Linked DNA regions of Arabidopsis thaliana: region 1 is linked to region 2. Evidence: chromatin contacts called from public capture Hi-C data. All regions are on one chromosome and are shown on one strand. The core of a region is the stretch at or near the end of the contact, and the rest is flanking DNA. Distances in the headings are between cores, read along the strand shown. Region 1 holds the start of AT3G24420 (alpha/beta-Hydrolases superfamily protein). Region 2 holds the start of MYB305 (myb domain protein 305).

Region 1 (6,972 bases), core at 1,305-3,804, 53 kb before region 2:
GATATACGAATCATATTTAAACTGCTAGTTGTAATTAGTAGTTTGTATTTATGTCACCATGTTCAATCTTATAATGTGTTTAGTAGTAGTTTCCTTTTGAGCTAAAAAGGTTTGCAAAGATTGTTTGTTATTTGGTCCTTACAATTTTAGCTTGATCTCTTCGGAGTACTCAGATTGGCAATAACATTAGTTTCTTTTTAAAACATACTCATTTAAACCTTTTTTTTGGATAGGTTGTGCCAAATGAATCCGAAAAACAAAAGAGTTTATAAAACAAGTAACAACAAATCTAGAGATTGGTAATAAGAATTATAGGATGATTATAGCACAAAACACGTGGTGGTACGCATGTGTGTATAGATAGATACGATCGATAATAATGCTAACGACATTTATTTCGGAGAAAGAGAGTAGGAACCGGCTTTTAAAGGCAAAAGGCAATTTGTATTCTCTAGTCTCTCCACTCTCCAACTCTCATTTTCCTCATTTATTATCTTATTTTCTTTTACTCTCTTTTTCTTTTATTCTAATGATTGTAACAAACTCATATCGCAATCTTTTTTTAGACCTTATGATTTGTGAAACAAGCTCATAATATCTAAGGACAACTTCAACTTGTATATCAACAAGGTAACGGTATGGTGTGGATCTGTGACACCTTGTATGAAATAAAATTGTAACTAGGATTTTCGAAGTTTAATTCTCTACAAGCTAACAATCTCAAAATGCACAATATCGCGTCTTAATGGTTTGAAAATGGACAAATTTGGGTAATATTAAAAAATGATGTGTGAGTGAAGTTAAGGCCAAAGGGAAGGAAAAGTTGGTCGTAGACTTTTTTCCAGTCTCTTCTCTTTTGTCAATATACATTGATCACTACACGACAAAACTAAGCTTTTTCTCCAGTATTTCAGCCTTTATACAGAACCGAATTTATTTAGTCAAATAAGTATGCTTTTTTTCTTTAGGTCAAAAAGTCAAAAAAGTTATGCTATACATATGATGGAATTACTCTTCTTGTGGAGAATCGCTTTGCCCCTCGTCTTTAGTTATCTACGGAAAAAAGTACAGCTTCTATAGTATCGATCACTCTATACTAACACAATTAGGCATAGAGGCTAGCTTTTGTATCCATACATGCAAAAACAACACCTAAAATATTATTCTTCTTCTTTTTGTGAAAACAGTAATTATATTCGAATGCTTTACACATTTACTCTAAATCATTAACTGTGAAGATAAAGGAAAATTTCAAACCTTTTCTGAGTTTAATGTAAAATAATAATTGGTCCAAATTTGGAAGAAGAAAATGACAAGGTATGGACAAAACAAAACTTTTGGGGTCTGGTCCTTCAGATTCCTCATGGGCGGTTGTGTGCTTCTTGTCTTTTTTTTTCTCGCCCAGATATCTCTGGTTTTACCTTTGAACCAATTTAAACCTCACATAAATTTGAGTACTTTTGAGTTTTAAGCGAAGTTATTGGGGACCTTACACGTTCTGGTTTCGATATTTTAGAGGCTTTTTTATTGGCTATCCCTAGATTAGGTTTTCGACGATTGTTCATTGTTTTTATTTGTTGGGTATCTTTTCTTATGAAAAGTTACACAGACGCATTACTTTGTTATATAAGTTATATATATATGGTTTATACATATAAAACACAATATTTTCACACTTAATTCAGTCCTTTCAATGAGTCTTTTAAGATTTTCCAAGTCATCTCACGTGTACTGTTTTTTTATTCCGTTTTTAGGCTTTTCCTCTTCATCACAGAAATTTAAAGAGCATGGATTCCAGTTTATAAACCAAGTATTTGCAGCTAGCTAGAAAATTTTGTTTCAAGAGAAGTCAAAGAAGTACACCTTTTTTTTTTATCTCCGTTTTTATACACTTTTAAATACCAGTTTCCCCGGTTGGTGGCGAGATATTGACTCCACGCACAGCTACTGCTTTTGAAATATCAAATATAGCTAATGAGTCATTGGTGTATACTAATATATGTGTTTTATTATACTATATAAATTGAAAACATTTAATTACAATAAATATCGTTTTCTTTCATATCCATTCTTCTGAAGATTTGTTATTAAAGAAAGAAACTTGATTACAATTAGTTGCTTGTATTTTATATTTTTCCGATGTGTCTATATATGCGAAAGTCTAAGGGAGAGAAACGAAAATGATGTATATATAATAGAATTATATTAATTTGCGTTGTTATTATTGTAAGACAAAAGGTCATTTTATACGTTTCGTAGATGACTCCTATGATTAGCAAGGATTGATGTTAATCAATTTATTAGAATTTGCCGTGTGCTTTATTCTTCATTGACTATAACTTAATTAAGATTTATGGTTATGTTAATGTATTGAGAATTTGAGATCATGTTGACGTCTAAATGTCAGATTAGTTAATGCATTTATTTTTTCGAAAATAATAATAAATTAGCTTTAAAAGAAAAAAATATTGTTTTTACAACAAATGCATTGTTTGATAGAAAAAAAGACACTTTGATACACACCAAAAAAAAAGAAAGACACTTTGATACTCTAAACTTTACACATACAAACAAAACTAGTATATATACTTCATATCGAGTCCAAATAATTATTACCTTTTTAATACTACCAAAAAGTAGAGTTTCGTTTTCACATGGAGTAGTATATTCTTATTTATGATGGATATTGTTTTATCCTCTAAGATGCTATGTAGATGGACAATGAATACAAATACAGCCATTGTTGAAAAGGCCATAAATGTTTGGATGTACCAAAATGCGAGCCTAATAAAATCGGTGGTTGAATGTCAATTAAAGAACCATAAACCTAATCCATCTCTCTTCTCCTTTATATATACGCACACAACTTATCAAAGTTGTCCCATCTAACAAAACTCTTGTACTTAAGCATGGTGGTTAATCAGAAGATATCCGGCCTTGCATCCGCTATGAACGCCAAAATCATCGGTTCAGGAGAGAGATCGATGGTCTTGGCACACGGTTTCGGAGGCGACCAGTCGGTTTGGGATAAAATAATACCGGTCTTGTCCCAATCCTTCAAAGTTTTGGTCTTTGACTGGCTTTTCTCTGGAGCCATTAAAGATCAAACTCTCTATGACCCTTCAAAGTATAACTCCTTAGACGTCTTCTCTGACGATCTCATTGCTCTTATGGAGGAGTTGAAGTTTGGCCCTGTCGTGTTCGTAGGCCATTCCATGTCGGGGGTGATCGGTTGTGCTGCTTCTATTAAAAGGCCCGACTTGTTTACAAATCTTCTCCTTATTGCTGCTTCTCCAAGGTACGCTTCACTCTTAGTATAACACTTACCCTTAATCATAATTGGAAGTAAAAATCAAAGCATATGTATAATCTATTTCTGTTCTGTATAACATCATTTAGGCCTATATATTGAATCTATTTATAAAATATGATAATATATCTGTAAATAAGATGAAGACCGATGATTTAGAATTTATAATTTACGTTCGAAAGAGAAATCTAAGCACATGCAATCAAAATTATAAGGTTATACAGTCTGACCGATCGTACAAGATTCCTTCGTGAATATGTGTTTGAGGAAAAAGACAAAATAAAAATAATGATTTACAATAATATACTATATTAGCCAATATTTAATAGTTTTTATGTGGTTGATATCTATATGTAATGAAGTGTAACTGTTGCCAAGTGTTGAACATGTGGACATGATCAGCTTCTAGCTTGTTGGATGGATATGACATATGATCACATCTTCTCTTACTTCTCTGCAGTCTACGCATATATACGTAGATGAATATATGTAAACATGCTACATATGCTATCAATATGTCAATAAGACATTCATTTCATACAGATACATCGAAAATTAGAAAAAATGTGTTATGATTTTATTATCATATGATGAATCAATATATTTATTGTCATTTTTAAAGTTAGAAGTACTAAAACTTAACCCATCTTTATATATCACGTGGACCACTAACATACTATATTCTCCTATATATAGAAATTATCGAATGGGAGTTAACTGTTTGAAGTATCATACTTTGACTGATTACTTTAGATATTTATTATAGTTATAGGTGAGAAAGTCGGCCATAATTTAATGCAACAATTGATAATGTTTGACTATATATATCAATGCAACGTACTTATAATATAAAAGAAAATGATTTTTTTTTTTTGCGCAAAGAGAAAATGATATTTAGATGATCAAATTAGTAACGTTACTAGATTGAAATGCAAATAGGTATATAAACAGTGAGGATTACAAAGGAGGGTTTGAGTCAAAAGACATTGACACGATCATTACCAGCATTGGCTCCAACTACGAAGCTTGGGCGGTTGATTTCTCCTCATTCGTGGTCGACTCGAGAGACTCTCTCTCGGTCCAAAGGTTCGAGAAGTCCCTTAAGAAGATGAAGCCCGAGACAGCTCTTGCCTTAGCTAAGATAGTGTTTGGTAGCGACGAGAGAGAGATTTTGGGACAAGTGTCAGTGCCTTGCCATGTCATACAACCAGGAAACGACGTCGTAGTGCCTGTCTCCGTCGCATACTTCATGCAGGAGAAGATTAAGGGGAAATCGACAGTGGAGATCATCGAGGACGCGATCGGGCATTTTCCACAGATGACATCACATTTGGAGCTGCTTGGCGTCATGAGGCGCCTCCTTGAGTTTTAAGGCTTATATAAGAGCTTTGCGTCGTTTGATCGAGTTTCTTCTTGTCTATAATATCGTATTACTAATATAACGAAGTGGGTCTATTAGAATTTTTCATATATGTTTGTGTAATGTGAATGTGTTATTATATTCTTAGCACAATGATTTTCATTTTTAGTGTTTTTTTTTTAAACATAGGATTGAAAGTAATATGTTATAAGTTTCTTTATATCACACTGTCAAATTTTTTATTTCTTACGATAATTTTGTTGTTGTTGAATAAAACATTCCAAGAAAAAGACAAATACATAATGAAAAAGGTTATAGTGTTGTAGACAATTGATAGTGGACTTTGTTTTGGCCATTTTGGCATGCTTGTCCAATGTCCACTACCAAATTATTTTGACCTTCTTGTAAACATACACACTTGAAAATCAACAAAAGCTTGATCCATTCTTGAATGACGTCGTGTATTAAGTTCTTCGTTTGAACGTTCGTTGTTTGTCCGATGTTTTATAAGCCCTATATATTATTACATAGTCAGAGTTTCGACCTAAGATTTCCTAAGTTAACAAAAATAAAAATAATACTATTACCAACATTAAGTAAAATTGGTTGTTCGGACCATATATCACTGGTATTTTTATTAAATCAATTTGACAAAAACAAAATATTTGACCAAACCAAACTTGACAAAGTATCATTGCAATCAGTCGTTGACTTCTGTTTTTATTTCTACTTAGATTAAGCGTCTTGTGGGATGTTTTAAACAAGATATATAGAATGATACGACATTGACCCTGATACAATAATAATTATTTACATAAACATATATTATCTGAAGAGCAAAAACATTATCTGGATATCTGAAAGAACCATATTGATATAATTGGCCTGTTATTACGAACCTTTTTTTTTTTGTTAAAGCTGTTATTAAGAACCTTGATTGAATATGATTAACAAAATACTTATTTATTGTCCGTACGTTTCAGTTTGAATGGATTATTTTGGTGTAACTTGATGTTAGATAGTTAATAATAAACATCGGAGAAATGTCAATGTAGTAAGTGCTCTCATTTCTTTCTTTCGCTTTTGATGCAAGAAGAACACAAACTATATAACTCATACAAAAATAAGATTACGTATATTCTCCTCTATATCGGTGTACCAAAGGTTTTTTAAAAAGATTGAAGTAATCAAAACTCAAGTCTAGTCTCGGTGGCAAGAGAGATCAGACCTCTTTTCCCGCTTTTAACATTCTTTTTTCTTCTTTATCCCGTCGCTTATTTTTTTTTACTAGCGGGAAGATATGTCATCGGCGCCGCCTCCCGGTGGTACTCCGTCACCTCCTCCACAGCCTCTCCCAATTCCTCCTCCGCCTCAGCCTCTGCCCGTTACTCCTCCACCTCCACCTACTGCCCTTCCTCCCGCCCTTCCCCCTCCACCTCCGCCTACTGCCCTTCCACCCGCCCTTCCTCCTCCACCTCCACCTACCACCGTTCCTCCTATACCTCCCTCTACGCCTTCTCCCCCACCTCCCTTGACCCCTTCTCCTCTGCCTCCATCTCCCACAACTCCTTCACCTCCCTTGACGCCTTCTCCCACAACTCCTTCACCTCCCTTGACTCCTTCTCCTCCACCTGCCATCACTCCTTCACCTCCTTTGACACCATCTCCTCTGCCTCCGTCTCCCACCACCCCTTCACCTCCGCCTCCATCTCCAAGCATTCCTTCACCTCCCTTGACGCCTTCCCCTCCACCGTCTTCTCCCTTGAGGCCTTCTTCTCCTCCACCGCCCTCTCCCGCCACTCCTTCAACTCCGCCAAGATCTCCGCCACCTCCCTCAACACCCACTCCTCCTCCTCGGGTAGGCAGTCTGAGCCCTCCACCTCCAGCGAGTCCCTCTGGCGGGAGATCTCCTAGTACTCCATCTACCACTCCAGGCTCTTCTCCACCGGCACAATCTTCCAAAGAATTATCAAAGGGAGCTATGGTCGGGATCGCCATAGGAGGAGGATTTGTGCTTCTTGTGGCATTGGCTTTGATATTTTTCCTTTGTAAGAAGAAACGACGAAGAGACAATGAAGCACCCCCTGCTCCCATAGGTAAAACAAAGATTTAAAATAAATTGAATCTTGAAGTATGACTTATCTACATTTTCTTGAACTATATTTTCCCTTCTACTCGGCTAGATATAATCATTTAGAACGTAATATAGTTGTGCTAACTAGATTATCTACATTTTCTTTTACATATACGTCATTTTCATATATTTGGGGAAATTAATCATGAATATGCATTTTATGATAAT
Region 2 (6,503 bases), core at 2,643-5,142:
AAGATTACGATGATTTGATCAACAAAGTACATGCCAAGTTGCATCTCACGCAGAAACGTTGGATTTGAATTTTTGTTTATTTTATTACTTGTACGATTCGAAATATTTGATAAAATTGTCGTATCTAGTAAGAAATTAGTCAAAGTTATCCGTTCTTTGCAATCATTTTTTCTTTCACATCTCTTACTACCTAGTATTATATCTAGCATACGAAAATGCTATCGTGCTTCAATGGTTTAAAGTTTGTTGTATTAGTCTAAAAGATCATCAATTCGATTTTGGTTCAATATTCTTTCTTATTTTTTAATAAAAATTAAACTTGTTAACAAAAATTTAATGATTTATCCCAAGTAGCCAAATCAACGAAATTTGACCGTTTTATCAAAAACATTAAACTAAATTTTAAATTATGACATTTTAAAAATTTATGTTTTGTTTATCCCAAATGTGAATTTATATTTTCGATATTTCTCCACACACAAATTCTAGCGGATATAGTTTAGGAGTAAGTTTTGATAATTTATTTTCTGATATAGAGCAAGACCGTCTTTTTAACATGTGTTTATAAAAAAGAGTTCTATCAAATAATTTAAATAAACATTTCAATACGGAGTCTCTAGTGTTTCTAAAAAAACAAATTCACACATTATATATACCAAAACAAATCACACATAAACTACAAATAATTTGAGAGGGATATGATGTGAAAAAAAACAAAAAAAAAAATAATAATTCTCCTGAAAAGACATACTTTAAAATAAAATAAATAATTCTTAACGTAAAAGCATATCTAGCAAAATCACATGCTTAGCTGCTAAACATGTCTTTGCAGTACAAAGGTCAGAAATAATATGAAAACCCGTACGAAACACGGAGTTCAAATGACCTCCAACGACAAAACTTTATTAGATGATTCAATTAAATAATTAATCATGTGGAATTAAAAAAGTGATTAGTGTCTAATCATTCAATTAAAAATTATTTTTTATGTATAATCAGTGAATGATATTGCTGACGTCTTATAGGCACGCCTTTGTGTCTGTAGTCTCTGAGCCGTTGAGGTACACAAATTTGAGAATTGCTTTGTGAACAAAATCTGATTAAAATACTTAGAAAATAAAAATCTGTTGAACCATTTGAATTTTCACCATAGTTCTATTTGTGTTTTTCGACTCTTCCGATCAGTCATGTGATTTATATTTTATAGGCATCAAATGTCTTTGGAAAGACACGGGAACTATATTCTAGAGATTAGGTCTTAACGTATTTCGTTTCACTTCTTAGAAATTGTCCTAATCTTCGAAGTGCCCCAATAGTTCCACCGTAACAGCTTGAGAGATTCAAAACCCATACGATCAGTTTACGCATTATTTAAGTAATTATGATTTGATGATGTACCTTATTTTGGCATTTAAAAGATTCATTCATAGGTAATCTATATTAAAAAGAAAATCTATTACCTTTGACTAGCAAGTGGATCGGTCAGTCGATCGGTCAAGCTTGGCATGAAATACCCTAAATCCGACCCTAGTTCTAGAAAATTAGTCTAATGTTTGTAGTGCTAATTAACTAACTACTATGTTTTGTCGCATCAAAAATTTGGAGTTGACGTTAGTTTTGTCATGGACTTAACAAAAGAAATTTCAACCGTCCAATTGATATTTTGATAAATAAGTTGCAATATGTATACACGTAAACTTAACATTCAGTATCCTATTTATTGGATGTTACTGAAAATGTTATATGTATTTTAGAAACAAAAACCAACCGATAGTTTTGGTTTTAGGTTCATCTGAAATACGTACCCAACATGAAACCAGAGACATAATACATAGTTTGTGATTTTCATAAAACGCTATTAATGACATATAATAACTCATCTTTCACGTAGATATTTCTTGTTATATTAGTATTTTGCAGTATTTTTTTGTTTGATTTCTACTATGGAAAAAGATGGAAACGCTAGACATTCATTTTTTTGGATTGATCACAATATCTAGAAAGAAATGAGAAGAGACATTACAAATATCTAAGAGGAGAGAATTATAAGACCACCTGTCCCATGGTGACGTACAAACACCATCAACTTTTTCATATTATTTGGTTTGTTTCTATAGTTTATTGTAATAACTCCTTATGTGGAATCCAACGAATCTTATACGACAACAACAAAGATTAGTGTAAGATCGCATGTATAAATATCCTTGACACTTGGAGAAACCTTAGTGGTTCAATAATGTGTATAACCTTAAAATAATCCAGCACCATGATATTCTTTTACTTTTAATTATGCTTTCTAAGAAAATGTTCATTAAGGAAGTTAAATAATTATAATAATCATAATATATGTCCCTGCATTAAACCTCTAGATCATATACGTGGCAACAAAACACAAGTTGTAAATAACTTTAGCTTAACCCTATCAAAAAGATAAAAATTTAGATTAAAAGGATTATTCTATTGGATTTGATGCCTTGTTAAACCATGTTACCTAATGCCTTAACATTATTTCTTTAATCTTGCATAAAATAATGGATCAAAATGAATAGCCCTGTAATATCCTCGTTTCGTGTATATGAGAATGATGAAGCTTGGGTGGCTTAATAATTATAACATTTAAATTTGATTTAGTTTCTTAAACTTTTCAATAGAATTCTAACTGAAATCAAATAAATTATGCTTTGGATCTGTTTAGTTTTTGATTTAGGCTGAATTCGTTTATATATATATATATATATATATATATATACAAATATAATTTCTGTTTGATTTAATTTATTTTTCTTTTTTTTGGTTTAACATATTAAAAACAAAAACCCTAAAACTAATGAGTTTAAAACTTGTGTAGTAAGTGAACGGTTATCTTGGTCTGTCGAGGTTATGTAGGAAAGATACTCTTTGGGAAGACCTTTTCAGAAATTTTGATGTGGGATCGATAGCTCGTAAAATTCTTCTGATTCATTCCACCATATGCGTAAGAAGTATTTGCTTATAGCCTATAGGGAGACGATCAGATAGTGCTTCAAGGGAAAATTTTCATTGGACCCTTCACTGTTTCATTTGAAGATGAAAATTTTGTTATAGGTTATGAAGAATATTTTTCTATAAGGATATATATTGATAGGTTTTTGAAACTGATTGTGATGAAGTAGCCACAACTCACCATTGTTACGTCTCCTTGGAATTAATCCAAAAAATTTCAACCTACCATGACACTAGTTTACAATGTGTTAACTTTTCTAATTTCTCGGGTTTTATTAATTTCTATACTTGTAATTCCCATACAGAGACTATTAAGCTTAGATTCTTAGAATTGTTTTTAAAAAAATTAAACTTGTAAACTTTTGTCTTTCAGATTTGGTTAGCAACTAAGGACTCAAAATGTAGTTGGAGAAAAGAAGAAAAGTTTTGGTTTAATGTATCAATGCATGTTTTCATCCATGATTAAAACTCAAAAGAAATATACCAACAAGAGGGGTAATTTAGTAATTTGTGTATGATGATGCCTTTGGAGATCAAGAGTTGAATGGACAGAGGAAATGATACATACGAAAGACTTATGAAAACGACCAGTGAAAAGGGGTAACGAGAGCACCCAAGTTCTCGTAATTCTTTTGTGTTTACATTAAATTCTAATTATTGCTAATTAAGAGCTTGTAGAACTATTTTTGTAGTTTAAGGGGAAAAAGGTATGTATATTGCACGGAATTTTCTTTTAGTTAGTGGTTAGATGATATTTATGATTCTAAAAGGTACACAACTCTAAAAATGTAAAAAGATTGTCTTGTCACTAGTCTATATCTCTATAGAAAACAAACAAACAAAAAAAGTGGTGGAGCCAAGGAGCTAGAGTGAGTGTATATATAAATAATGAAAGGGGAAGAGGAAAAACAGAACAAAACACAACACAAAGACAAAACAGAGGAACACTTAGGTTTCACAAGACAGAGAGACAAAAAGAGATTGGTGGGACTGTTAGAGAAGGAGAAGACACTACTTCTCTTATTTAGCTTTCACTAAAGAAAAAAAAACTAAGAAGAAATAATGAGTTTGTGGGGAGGGATGGGAGGAGGATGGGGAATGGTAGAAGAAGGTTGGAGAAAAGGGCCTTGGACTGCTGAAGAAGACCGCCTTTTGATCGATTATGTGCAGCTTCACGGTGAAGGGCGATGGAACTCTGTTGCGAGGCTCGCGGGGTTGAAGAGAAATGGGAAAAGCTGCAGGTTAAGATGGGTTAACTACCTAAGACCAGACCTCAAGAGAGGACAAATCACTCCTCATGAAGAAACCATTATCCTTGAGTTACATGCTAAGTGGGGCAATAGGTAATTAACCTAAGCTTTGATTGTTTATTCACATCCTCTAGTATGCTAAATAGAATTTTCTTCTCTTAACTTTTTTTCATTACATTCGAAACTAAAATATGAAACAATTGTAGCTTTACCCTAATAAGTAACTCATCTCTTTTTCCTTATTCTAAGGTTTTTTGTCTGATGATTTGTATTTGTAGGTGGTCCACGATTGCACGTAGTTTACCGGGAAGAACAGACAACGAAATCAAGAACTATTGGCGAACCCATTTCAAGAAGAAGACGAAGTCTCCAACTAACAGTGCGGAGAAGACAAAGAACCGAATCTTGAAGAGGCAACAATTTCAGCAGCAAAGACAAATGGAGTTGCAGCAAGAACAACAGTTGCTTCAATTCAATCAAATCGACATGAAAAAGATCATGTCGTTACTAGATGACGACAACAACAATGGTGATAACACCTTCAGCAGTAGCAGTAGTGGCGAAAGTGGAGCATTATATGTACCTCATCAGATCACACATTCAACAACAACTTCTGGTTGTGAACCAAATAGTAACGGGTATTACCCGGTGGTTCCGGTAACAATACCTGAGGCTAATGTGAATGAAGATAACGCTATTTGGGACGGTTTATGGAATCTGGATTTTGAAGGACAAGGAAGTTTTGGTGGCGCTGCTTGTGCCCCAAGGAAGCACTATTTCCAGAACATGGTCATTCCCTTCTGTTAACTTGACCTTTAAAATATCTTATCTGCCGGATAATGAAAGAGAAAAACTTGACCGACAACTTAGGTCGAGTTTGAGTTTAGTTTGTGGTTTCATTTATTTGAGATTTTTGGTTTTAACATATATAATTTTGGTATGAATTGTGTGTGATGTAAGAAGCTCATTTGGTTTTATCATAAAAGAGTGATGTAGTAGAATTTAAGAAAGTATGTGGAAGAATGCTTATGTCAATGGTAGTACAACACAACTCACTCCAATAGATCAAATATTTTTTTTGTCACTTGCATATTGTAGTGAAAATATCTTCTTGATGAGATTAAGATATTACAGTAGATTATTCCAACTTGGATTATCCTAATGAGTTTCTTGTAGATTAATAGAAAGTGTTCTGTTCAATTTGGTTGCTTTTAATAGTTCCAGTATGTACTTAGCTCTTTTATTAAAGCCTCTCGTAAACTTAATTAAAATTTTTTTTAACACTTAACTGCATGTTGGATAGTCTTCCGGATCATCATCATACACTAGTTCATTATTAGAAAGTAAAATTAAACATAAATTTTAAAAGAAAATAAAAATAAAAACCAGTGATCCGCTTTTTTAAAACAAAAAAAATTTCTAGTTAATTTCCCTTGTTTGTTCATATTTATTTAGCTTTCTTTCCAAAATTATTTAGATCTTAAATGTGTATTAATATTTTTGGAAGCTCATATCATTAAGTGTTTGACCAAAAAGTTTATTTTATTTTATGTTTGGAATTCAATTATCGGAAAAATGCGAAATTTGTATGTTAATAAAGTAAGTTTTACCGGATAGGAAAATATTAATATCTTGTAATAGTGATGAAGTAGACGACAAAAAAAATTAAAACTAAAACAAAGGAATCGATATCTTTTTTTTTTTTTTTTTCCGTAACAAGGAATCGATATCTATCATTTGGATTTGGCTAAACGTGTCCCATCCAATTTCCGAAGCTTTTGTATAATAAAGATAGTGGCATAGTGCTACGGAAAAGAAAAACAAGAACACGGTTTGAGCCATATTAATTATTCTTACTTTAACAAATAAATATGTTAAACATGAATCCGCTTTTAAGGAACAAATAGTTATGAATCCGACTTCCACTAGGTGAAATTCCCTTTGAACTCATTAAAGCTAATGAAATCTCTTACTTTCTAATTTAGTCTTGGATTCAGCATTACCTCTTTACTTGCTTGATCATTCCTCTTGTAGTTTACAAGGGCGCCGTCTAGAATTCTGGACCTAGTTATGATGATAGTATGGTACATCGTTTCGAAACAAGAATCGAAGCATAAATTCCCTAAACAAATTATATCTCAAAGATAAAGTTATTCAAAGTAATCTTATATGTAACTTGAACGATTTTTTCTCAACTAGTTAGCTAGCTGCGTTTAGGTATACGTGGATATTTCCTTTTAGACTTTACCAACCAAAATACTTAGGCTGATG

The links. Capture Hi-C pulls out chosen DNA fragments and counts their contacts.
Region 1: a capture Hi-C map of shoot shows a contact between it and region 2, with 2.7 times the contacts expected there. A contact is called at or near these places in 3 of 26 Hi-C or Micro-C datasets (root, rosette leaf and vegetative nucleus) and 1 of 3 other capture datasets (shoot).

The regions. Positions count from the first base shown.
Region 1 is chr3:8,860,821-8,867,792 of TAIR10.1, reverse strand. It overlaps AT3G24420 (alpha/beta-Hydrolases superfamily protein), which reads left to right and starts at 2,554. Exons shown (of 2, transcript NM_113349.4): 1 at 2,554-3,298; 2 at 4,250-4,980. The coding sequence starts at 2,910. The coding sequence ends at 4,682. It also overlaps the pseudogene PERK2.
Region 2 is chr3:8,809,872-8,816,374 of TAIR10.1, reverse strand. MYB305 (myb domain protein 305) reads left to right here and starts at 3,892. Exons shown (of 2, transcript NM_113337.4): 1 at 3,892-4,325; 2 at 4,511-5,364. The coding sequence starts at 4,045. The coding sequence ends at 5,039.